2 separate regions of the Arabidopsis thaliana genome follow, and region 1 is linked to region 2. Evidence: chromatin contacts called from public capture Hi-C data. All regions are on one chromosome and are shown on one strand. The core of a region is the stretch at or near the end of the contact, and the rest is flanking DNA. Distances in the headings are between cores, read along the strand shown. Region 1 holds the start of IAA2 (indole-3-acetic acid inducible 2). Region 2 holds the start of CLL1 (allergen-like protein).

Region 1 (4,542 bases), core at 786-3,285, 110 kb before region 2:
TAGTCATGTCAAACATACTAAACTACGTTTTACAGATATTAAATTAAAATTCTCAAAAATATTTTAATGTTTTGGTATGAAACTATAATCAAGTAAAACATACTATATTTAAATTTCAAAATTGTTCATATATGACATACTTTTTTTTTTTGAATAAACGAGAAATTAAAGTAGAAAATAATTAACATTTTTACCATGATAATTAAAACACGGTTAATATTTCTAACCAAAAAAAATTAAGAATCTATTAGCTAGTTCATATAGTTATTCACGTACCTCTTCAAGATATGTACGTTAAAATTGTCATCAGAATCTGTAGTCCTTGTAGAGTAAAAAATATCAAATATTAACATAAAAGAACAAACAACTGTTGATTCAGTACATAAATTAATACATTAAATTGACCACAGAGACCAAAATAATCTAAAAATGATTTATGTATTTGGCTTAAGTTCAATATTGTTTTTTAGGCAAAACTTAATGTTCAATATATATTCATGGAATTAACTCCATAATAAACAGTAACTGAATTCTCTTGTACTTTCTTAAATGGTTTTCAGTAAAAAGGTTTAGTTTAACCAACAAATAACTTTAGCAATCATCTATATAAGCATAAAGCATCACATAGATCTAGTAGTTATGTTTCTATAATACATTTTCACTAAGACTAAAACATGCATGAACACACAAACAGGAAAAAACTATTCTCAAGAAGTTTGTTTCCCACCATGTTAAGTGATTCTAGAAATCTGTAAATGGTTAACCTTTAGTATTCATTCGTGCAATATTTAACAGACAAATGGTATTCATTCGTGCATCTCTCAGTTTGTGAGAAAATACATTGCATGAGTTCGTTATTAACTGGAAATAATACATAAAACTCTGACAATCAGAACCTCTAAATTATTTACTTATAAGAAGAGAGGCAACGTATCTTGCATCGCTTTTACTTATCTAATCTTTTGGTGATGGAAGGGGCAAGAACATAGAAGGAATCTTTATCTTAAAAGAAGAGAAAACAAATAATATCCAAAATTGGTAAATCCATTGAATAAAGCCTAACGTTAACATCAAATCGCATGCGGATTAGAAGCTAAATGCACATAGTTAAGCGTAATCTATGGGGAGAAATTAATTACCACTTTTTGGTTCATTCTTTTAAGTTTTATGATTCAATGAATACATAGCACGTGGAACCTCTCTCCCCCACAACCCATTTTGAAGGGAAATGAATAATTAAAAGAGACATACACATAAGAAAGCACATGGCTTTACCATTCCTCTATCAATTACCAACACATTTGACCCTTATCCACATGGGTCTTCGTCTCCTATTATAAAATCAAAATCTACACACAAAATGTTATAACATTTTCCAACTCACAATATACAAAATGCCACGCATAAATATGTCTTCGCAAGACAAATATGTAACGTTTAATATTCGATATTATCTGAGATTTAACCATAAAACTAATATTTCTTTATTAATCAAATTACATCTACGAGCAAAAATGATAAAATTCAACTTATGCACATTCAATAGTTCGTAACACATAAGAGTACTTGGAAACTCTAAATAATCTTCATTTTGGAATCAGGATTCAATAAAATAGTACTTTATTTGACATAAGTGTCCTTTTAACCATTTTTTACACCATACGTTTTTTCTTCTGAATCGAAATTTTTACATCATACTTTCAAAACATCTATTAATCTTTTAAGTTAAAAATTAATAAATCAATAGAAGTAAACTAAAAATAATAATCAACTTTCACATCAAATTTTAAGACAACACATTATATTTAAATATATATTAAGAATATCTATTATGCAACAAATGGATTAACAATCATTAGCACTTGATATTTTCTTTATAACCTGCACTATACACTTTCAAAAAGAGAAGAAGAAACCTTTAAGAAACAGTAAATAAATGTTATTATAATACACCTCTTTAGTCTTTACTTTATTTATATTTTCTCTGTTTGCTTTTATTCCGGGTCGGCCGATAGAATTCTCATCATTTCATTCATTTTTATATTCTTTCGTTATAATTATTATACATCCTTTGAAAGAAAAAGAAGAGGCAATAGAGATGGACGGCTAAGATGTTAACGTAAACAAAGTTGGCGGAGGGAAAAGAGGAGCGTGGAATAATTAAACAAAAGAGTCGTGTCCACATGGGCGGCCTCAAGCTTCGTGTCCCACTTTTGTCCCCTTGCCTCTTTCTTGCCTTTCATGCTTCCGACAACACTTCTCTCTCTTCCTTTAACCCTAACTTCGATGCTCCTTTATATATATCTCTCTCCCCTTTTCTCCAAAACTCATCAACCAGCTCACCAAGAACAAGAACAAGAAGAAGAAGAACAAGACAAGAAGAACAAAGTACCCAAGAAAACACACAAGAAGGAAACACAAAGATTGATATTGATCCAAAAGCAATGGCGTACGAGAAAGTCAACGAGCTTAACCTTAAGGACACAGAGCTATGTCTTGGATTACCCGGAAGAACAGAGAAGATCAAAGAAGAACAAGAGGTTTCTTGCGTTAAAAGTAACAACAAGCGTCTATTTGAGGAAACTCGTGATGAAGAAGAATCTACACCTCCTACCAAGTAAGTAGAAGAGATCTGAGTTTCAAATTGGCTTCTTTCAAATTATTGGCTCTTGAATAGTTTTACTAATCTTTCTTTCCTCAAATTTACAGAACTCAAATCGTTGGTTGGCCACCAGTGAGATCTTCCCGTAAGAACAACAACAGTGTGAGCTACGTGAAAGTGAGTATGGACGGAGCTCCTTACCTTCGCAAGATCGATCTCAAGACATACAAAAACTACCCCGAGCTTCTCAAAGCGTTAGAGAATATGTTCAAAGTCATGATTGGTGAATATTGTGAGAGAGAAGGATACAAAGGATCTGGATTTGTACCAACATACGAAGATAAAGATGGTGACTGGATGTTGGTTGGTGATGTTCCATGGGACATGTTCTCTTCTTCTTGTAAGAGACTCAGAATCATGAAGGGATCCGACGCTCCTGCTCTAGACTCTTCCTTATGATCCAGAGAAGCTGAGAATCTTTTGTCTAAAAAGGAGATGATGACTATGATCGATGAATGAAAAACCCTTTTTGGTTTGATTCGGATCGGAGTTTGACTAAAGTTGACCGTGAAAGACGAAACTTCGGGGTTTTGTCCGACGAGAGATCCATCTCTAGTGATGTTCTTTTTGTTTTTGTATTTAGATTTGAAGTTTGATGTAAAGATACATGAGATTTTATGTATAATACGGACACATACACAATCTATAGATGTATAATGTATTAAGTAGTTATGTCCTATAAGATCATCAGTTTTCTGTTCTTGATCACGAACATAATATTTTAAATTTCAGAAACTTATACACATTTGTTTAGCCAAGGTTATTTATTAACTTTTTTTTTTGTTTAAAGTTTAACCAAGGTTATTATTTACTTATTCAGCAAAACATTTACCACCACATGAGACAAATTTTCTATAATGCCTTCCCAAAACACATCCACAATTCTATAGATAGGCCTTGTCGATCAAAAGATTTCAAAAACAATTTTTCTTTTTGATGAATTGTAAATGACTCTGTCTCTTCAGCTTATTAGATGTTTTAGCTAAACTGCAAGAATTATTATGTAATAATTTTGTTATATTAAAAACAGAAATTAATATCTAACCTAAACAATTCAACCAATTGTAAAAAAATATTACATAATAATATAAGTCTGATAACATATGAAATTGAAAAACACAATTTAATATAATAAAACTGAGAAAATAATATTAGTTTTTCTAGGGTAAAGGTTATTAATATTACATAAAAACATAATAATATTAATAAAACACAATTTAAGATTATAGATTTTTAGACTACAAAAGGGCTCATGGGAAGTTCTCGAACCGGAACTGAACCAAAATACCGAACGCCAATGACTAGTTTTCAAGTATGTTTTTTTCATTATGTGAACCAAGTAATAAAAAATCATTTCTCTTCTAATAGGGTTCTTATGTGCATATGATCAAGGTTTTGGGATTATTTGGAAATCAAATATATAAAGAGTTGTTTTCTATAAATAAATAAAACTTCAGGAGTTTACAGCTTTTTATTTCCTTTAAGGGCTTAAACTATTACGAAATTATCAATTTAATCCTCAAATGTATTCTCTTTCCAATCGGACAAAGGACCTTTGCGCGCGCAATTTTATCCATTAGCAACAACGCCAGAAAAAAATCTCGTCAGAATTTTACAGAGAATCACGTTCGCCGGAGAAGTATATACCACCTTCGTCGCAATTGGCGGTGCAAATTCTTTTCCTTTTCTCTAGTGAATAAACTAATGCTCGTTGCAGTTGAAAAATGTTGTTGAATCTTCGTCTAGATGGAAGTAGCTTACATGTTCTCTGTTCTACAAAAACCTTACCGATTTCTTCGCCTCTCGATAAATTCCCATCTTTCAAGAAATTGAAGCAGAATTACGTACCAGGAACTCACGAGAGTGACAAAGGACCACAG
Region 2 (4,854 bases), core at 1,826-4,325:
TATAAACACAGTGGGTCCAAATTTAGAAATCAACCACGTGGCCAAGGCTACATTTATAAACATGGTTTGTTTTTAATTAGGGAGAAAGAAAATACGTCATTATAGTTGTCTTAGTGCAAGCATTATCGGCTTTTGAGGACTTTCAAATCGCTGAGAAATTGACACGACGCCTTGTGAGTGTGTCTAAAGCATCCAAAATTAGTAGGGGTACGTGTTGATTGTTCATTAGGTTCATTCATATACTAATCATATAATTATCTTTATGTGATTACCTAAAACACGTGAAACCTAAACACGTCGACACGTGTCTCTACCCCTTATATTATTTTATTCTCGATCTACTATTCGTTGATTTTGATGATTTTCGCATAAGATTGAAATGTTGACTCACTCTAAAAAGGGTTTGAAAAAGTAAGATATTTATGTCCCTTCTCCTGAAATTAGATATTTGTATGCACTTTATTGTTAAGATATTCAAATATTTTAATGTTGGCAAAACTCGAAATATGTATCTTTCATTAAGTAATATATAGCCAAACTTCAAACGAATGGTCCTTGTACGTTACAAGTATATGATATGAAAATGATATTAATTCAACAGCTTGGTCCTTCACGACTTGACGTACATGACTTTTTTTGGTAAAATATGTTGAGATTATTCTTCATAATCAGTTATACATATAGAAAGAAATACATATGAGTTGATCATTTGACTCAAATAGCTCAAAACATTTATATCATCCTAGATAGAATTGGCAAATTACATCGACTCATGAAGTAATTACAGTGAAATAAACTTAACTAATTCTTTATATATATATTATTAATCTTTGTTCATCGAATATTAGTGAAATTATAATATAAATTTTAAATTTATTGAGAAAATAGTTTGTTCATTAACTTTTTTAGCAGAGTAAAAAGGTATAATACTAATATTAGCTTAGGAAATTGAGTTTATACAATGTTTAATCCGAATCCACGAGTCAAAATAATAAATTAGTGGCTCATAACAAAGTCAATATTCCAACATCGAACAACATTAGCCGCACAGATCCAACTTCATTTTAGATGTTTAAAGACAACTCTTTTTTATTTGCATGCATAGTTACTTAGTGAGATAGACAGATTCATTTAAACTGAGACATCACTGGTTCGATCCAGCCTTTTAGCTGTGAAGCACTCAATGAGCCAAGTTTCCTTGTAATATGTGGATTTCACTAATTAAGAATAAATTTTATGTTTTTTCCCCCTTCAAAATTAGGGTTGAAGGTTGATTATCAAGTGATATTGGTGGATACAACAAGTCCACTTAAACCAAGTAAGCTTCCATTATATACTTTGGGAGTACTTTTTAATAATGTATCAATATTAATATTAGAAACTAATAAGTTTTCTTATATCTATTGATAGTTTACACTTTACAGTTTTAAGACAAAGAAAAATAAATATTGAAAGATGGAAAGGGAAGATATAGAAATAAGTGAGTTCAGTGTCACTCACTATATGATATTCATTTTTCTGATGCTGACTTATGACTTTCTTATATTTTTCTAAATCCCAATATATATGTTTTTTGTTCCTACAAAGCTAAATATATATATTTTGATTGTGAAAATACGTAGTCTCCATGTAAAGTATCTGTTAAAAAATTAGATGGAACAAAACAACTTGAGGGAAACTGAACATTTGTGGAAATTGTTTTGGCTAGTAAATTGAGATCTCGCTTAACATGTATCAAACTATTGTCTTGTAGTTTAGTCGTCCACAATAGAATATCTTGGCAGACTTCAGAAACGCGTATATATTGGGCTCAGACCCATTTCATATATTGTTGGCCTCTTCTTCCAAAGTAATTGTAAGAAAATAACACATAAAAGACTAGACCACCAATAATTATTATCCAGAAAGCCCAACCTGCGCCACACTCATTAAATTGATCACTAGTCTATCTTTTTTTCTTTCTTTTTTTCATATTTAAATAGATTGATTTAATTTTCGTTTGTAAATCCCTGATCCATGGGTTTGAATTCTCTCCAGTTTTTAGCATTCTATTCAGAACCTGATCACCAAAGAATGTAAAATAAGAATGAGTGAGATTTTCACCTGAAATTATTCGTTCATTTAATGTATAATTTATAATGGTAGTCCAGATATAGTTTATATAAAATATATATGTACTAAAGAGAATTAAAAGAGCCCATGTGGAAGTAAATGTGGAAGATCGAACGCCCTTGGTCTTCTCTGGAGTGAATTTAATTAGTTTGTCTTTCTGTATATTGGATTGTCGAATCTAATTGGTTGGAGTGTGGATCACTCAATCAATAGTTGTTACTTTTTAGTCCGTTTATTCCTAATAAAAATAAAAGATAAAAGTATACATTGATCTATATATCATATATGTATACCATTGATTTAATTTGGTTCATTGCAAATGTATACAAAATATCGACTACTTATGTGGTAAACTTTCCTTTGTTCAATTATAGCGCTTAGGTTTCAACCTTTCTGATGTGGTTGTTCCTTTATAGACATTTTTTTTTTGTTATATTTTAAGGTTAGTGTAAATTAGTTTTCCCTGTTGGAGCAATGCTTTTTTCTTTTGGACTAAGTTTTTGGAGACATTTTTAGTCATCTGCCGGCATATGTAGTTTCAACTTGTATCATTCTCTTGATTCTTAATAAAATTTAGATGAACAAAAAAAACTCAATTATGTTGCAAGAACTTAGCCATATAGAAGTTTTTCGGATCAAAGATCTAACCAATTTAATTAAGTTGAATCGGGTTACAAAAACAAAAAAAACAAAAAAAAACTAATGTGATTACGTCTTTGTACGGCTATGACATCTTTATTCCCATTAAACATCCCATATTTTTTACCTTAAGAGTTTTAAAATATAGTTAAAATATATGAGTTTAGAAAAATATCGATAAATATTAATAATGAAGTTTAGAAAGATTAACAATAACTCTAATATATTATTTATATTTATATTTATCTTAGCTTATGAAACTTAGATTAATTTCATCGCTACATAAAAATGACAATGATTGAAGATGGGGGTTTGATTATTCATACACTCTTTCTCTCTCTTTATTCATTACTCTCTTTTACATGTCTCTTTGACTTTGGACCACTTTACCCAAAATTCCTAAACCTAAAGACAAAAACACTCCTCACCGGTCCTGGCTAATGGGCGTCGTCCTCCCAACTCTCATCGTTTATGCTTTCCTTCTCTTCTTCTCGTCGTCCTCCGCCGCCTCTCTTCAACGTCCCAGTAAGAACCCACTTCTTTAAACTCTTTTATCTACTATCATGTTTTATCTACATAGCATAGTTTGTTTGTTTTGAAAAAAAAATCTATATGGAACCGTTTTTTCTGTATAGTTATGTGTGGAATAGGAACCTAAAAGATCTTAACTTCTAACAATTGCATACTCAACTAAGCAAAATGTTTTGTTGCTTAAACAAAAGAAGAAATGAAGGAGAAAAAGTGAAAACCCCATTTTTTGTTTCTTTTGCCTATTTACTAGTAGTCATGAATTTACTCTGTCGTTAAACCAGGTGGAGGGCTTGGGCAGGGGAAGAAGGAGATAGCTAGGTCGGGTTTACCGGGTCAGATTGTAGATCAGAAGCGGTTAGGGGGACCTGGCTCGGTGCCTCCGATGTGTAGATTGAAGTGTGGGAAATGTGAGCCTTGTAAAGCAGTTCACGTTCCGATTCAACCAGGTCTGATTATGCCACTGGAGTATTACCCTGAAGCTTGGCGCTGCAAGTGTGGCAACAAACTCTTCATGCCCTAAAACCAAAAACAGATCTTCATGACCTAACTTAATTAATTCTTCAACAATTAGTGAACTTTTTGTTAGCTTTTTCTTTTCCTCGGGATTAATTTTGTCCTCCTTACTAATTGGTTTTTACTGGTTAGCTTTGAGGCAATATTTTGTTTAAAAGTTATAATATGATCATAACAGTTTTTAACACATGGAAAAATATGATAGTAATAGTTATATATAGATATATAACCTTATCAAAAAAATGTATGATCATTACAATACACATATCATTCCTTATTAAGTGCGTTTGCCCCCCTATTTTCAGACCAACCCCTCTTGATTTATTAGTCGGCTCATGTGTTTCGGACCCATAGGTTTTAATTGGTCCCTCGATACCCATTTGCCATTAGCCATTAGGCCATTACTTGTCGTGTGTAGTAGTTTATTAATCCATTATTTAGTCTATTTTTCTTTCAGACATGTCGAACTCAAAATTTTGGAAATTCTCTTTTAAATTGTAATGTTTTTTTTTTCTGGTTGAACTACGGAGAAGATATACTTTTGGCTGTACACATATTTCTAATATCTTGTACACTATAATAACAACTGGAGCAGATTTTTGCATGAAACATATATTCTTTTGGGAAATGCTTCTAGCAATCGTGTGGTGTTGGTATGTTACGTAATGCAATGGGAAACAATTTTCTAAGTTGTGCACATAAACCAAGGCGCAGGCGTACGAAACACACGAGTTGGTCTTACACAACTTAAGCTTTTAATTTATCTTCCAAGTCAAAGTCAGTTTTTTCACATGCAAGCGGGGCCTGTTTCTACTATTTGTTCTTGCCAGATTAAGTAATTCATTAAATTGAACGGAAACAAAATTGAAAGTAAATGTAGTATATATGTACATTTAATTTCATTCAAGAGATAAGGAAATAAAGGTGAAAAAAACTGTGTATACTGTATAATGTGTGTAGCCATTTGGAATGTGTAGGTGTAGCCATTTGGAATGTGTATTCTTCTATGATTTGCTCCTAACATGTCATACGTACGAACACTAACTCAAACACATGATT

The links. Capture Hi-C pulls out chosen DNA fragments and counts their contacts.
Region 1: a capture Hi-C map of root shows a contact between it and region 2, with 3 times the contacts expected there. A contact is called at or near these places in 1 of 26 Hi-C or Micro-C datasets (root) and 2 of 3 other capture datasets (root and shoot).

What each region holds. Positions count from the first base shown.
Region 1 is chr3:8,179,588-8,184,129 of TAIR10.1, reverse strand. IAA2 (indole-3-acetic acid inducible 2) reads left to right here and starts at 2,035. Exons shown (of 2, transcript NM_001338609.1): 1 at 2,035-2,617; 2 at 2,710-3,484. The coding sequence starts at 2,184. The coding sequence ends at 3,061. AT3G23020 (Tetratricopeptide repeat (TPR)-like superfamily protein) reads left to right here and starts at 4,008. Exons shown (of 1, transcript NM_113202.2): 1 at 4,008-4,542. The coding sequence starts at 4,387.
Region 2 is chr3:8,072,399-8,077,252 of TAIR10.1, reverse strand. CLL1 (allergen-like protein) reads left to right here and starts at 3,075. Exons shown (of 2, transcript NM_113181.4): 1 at 3,075-3,276; 2 at 3,564-3,995. The coding sequence starts at 3,192. The coding sequence ends at 3,802.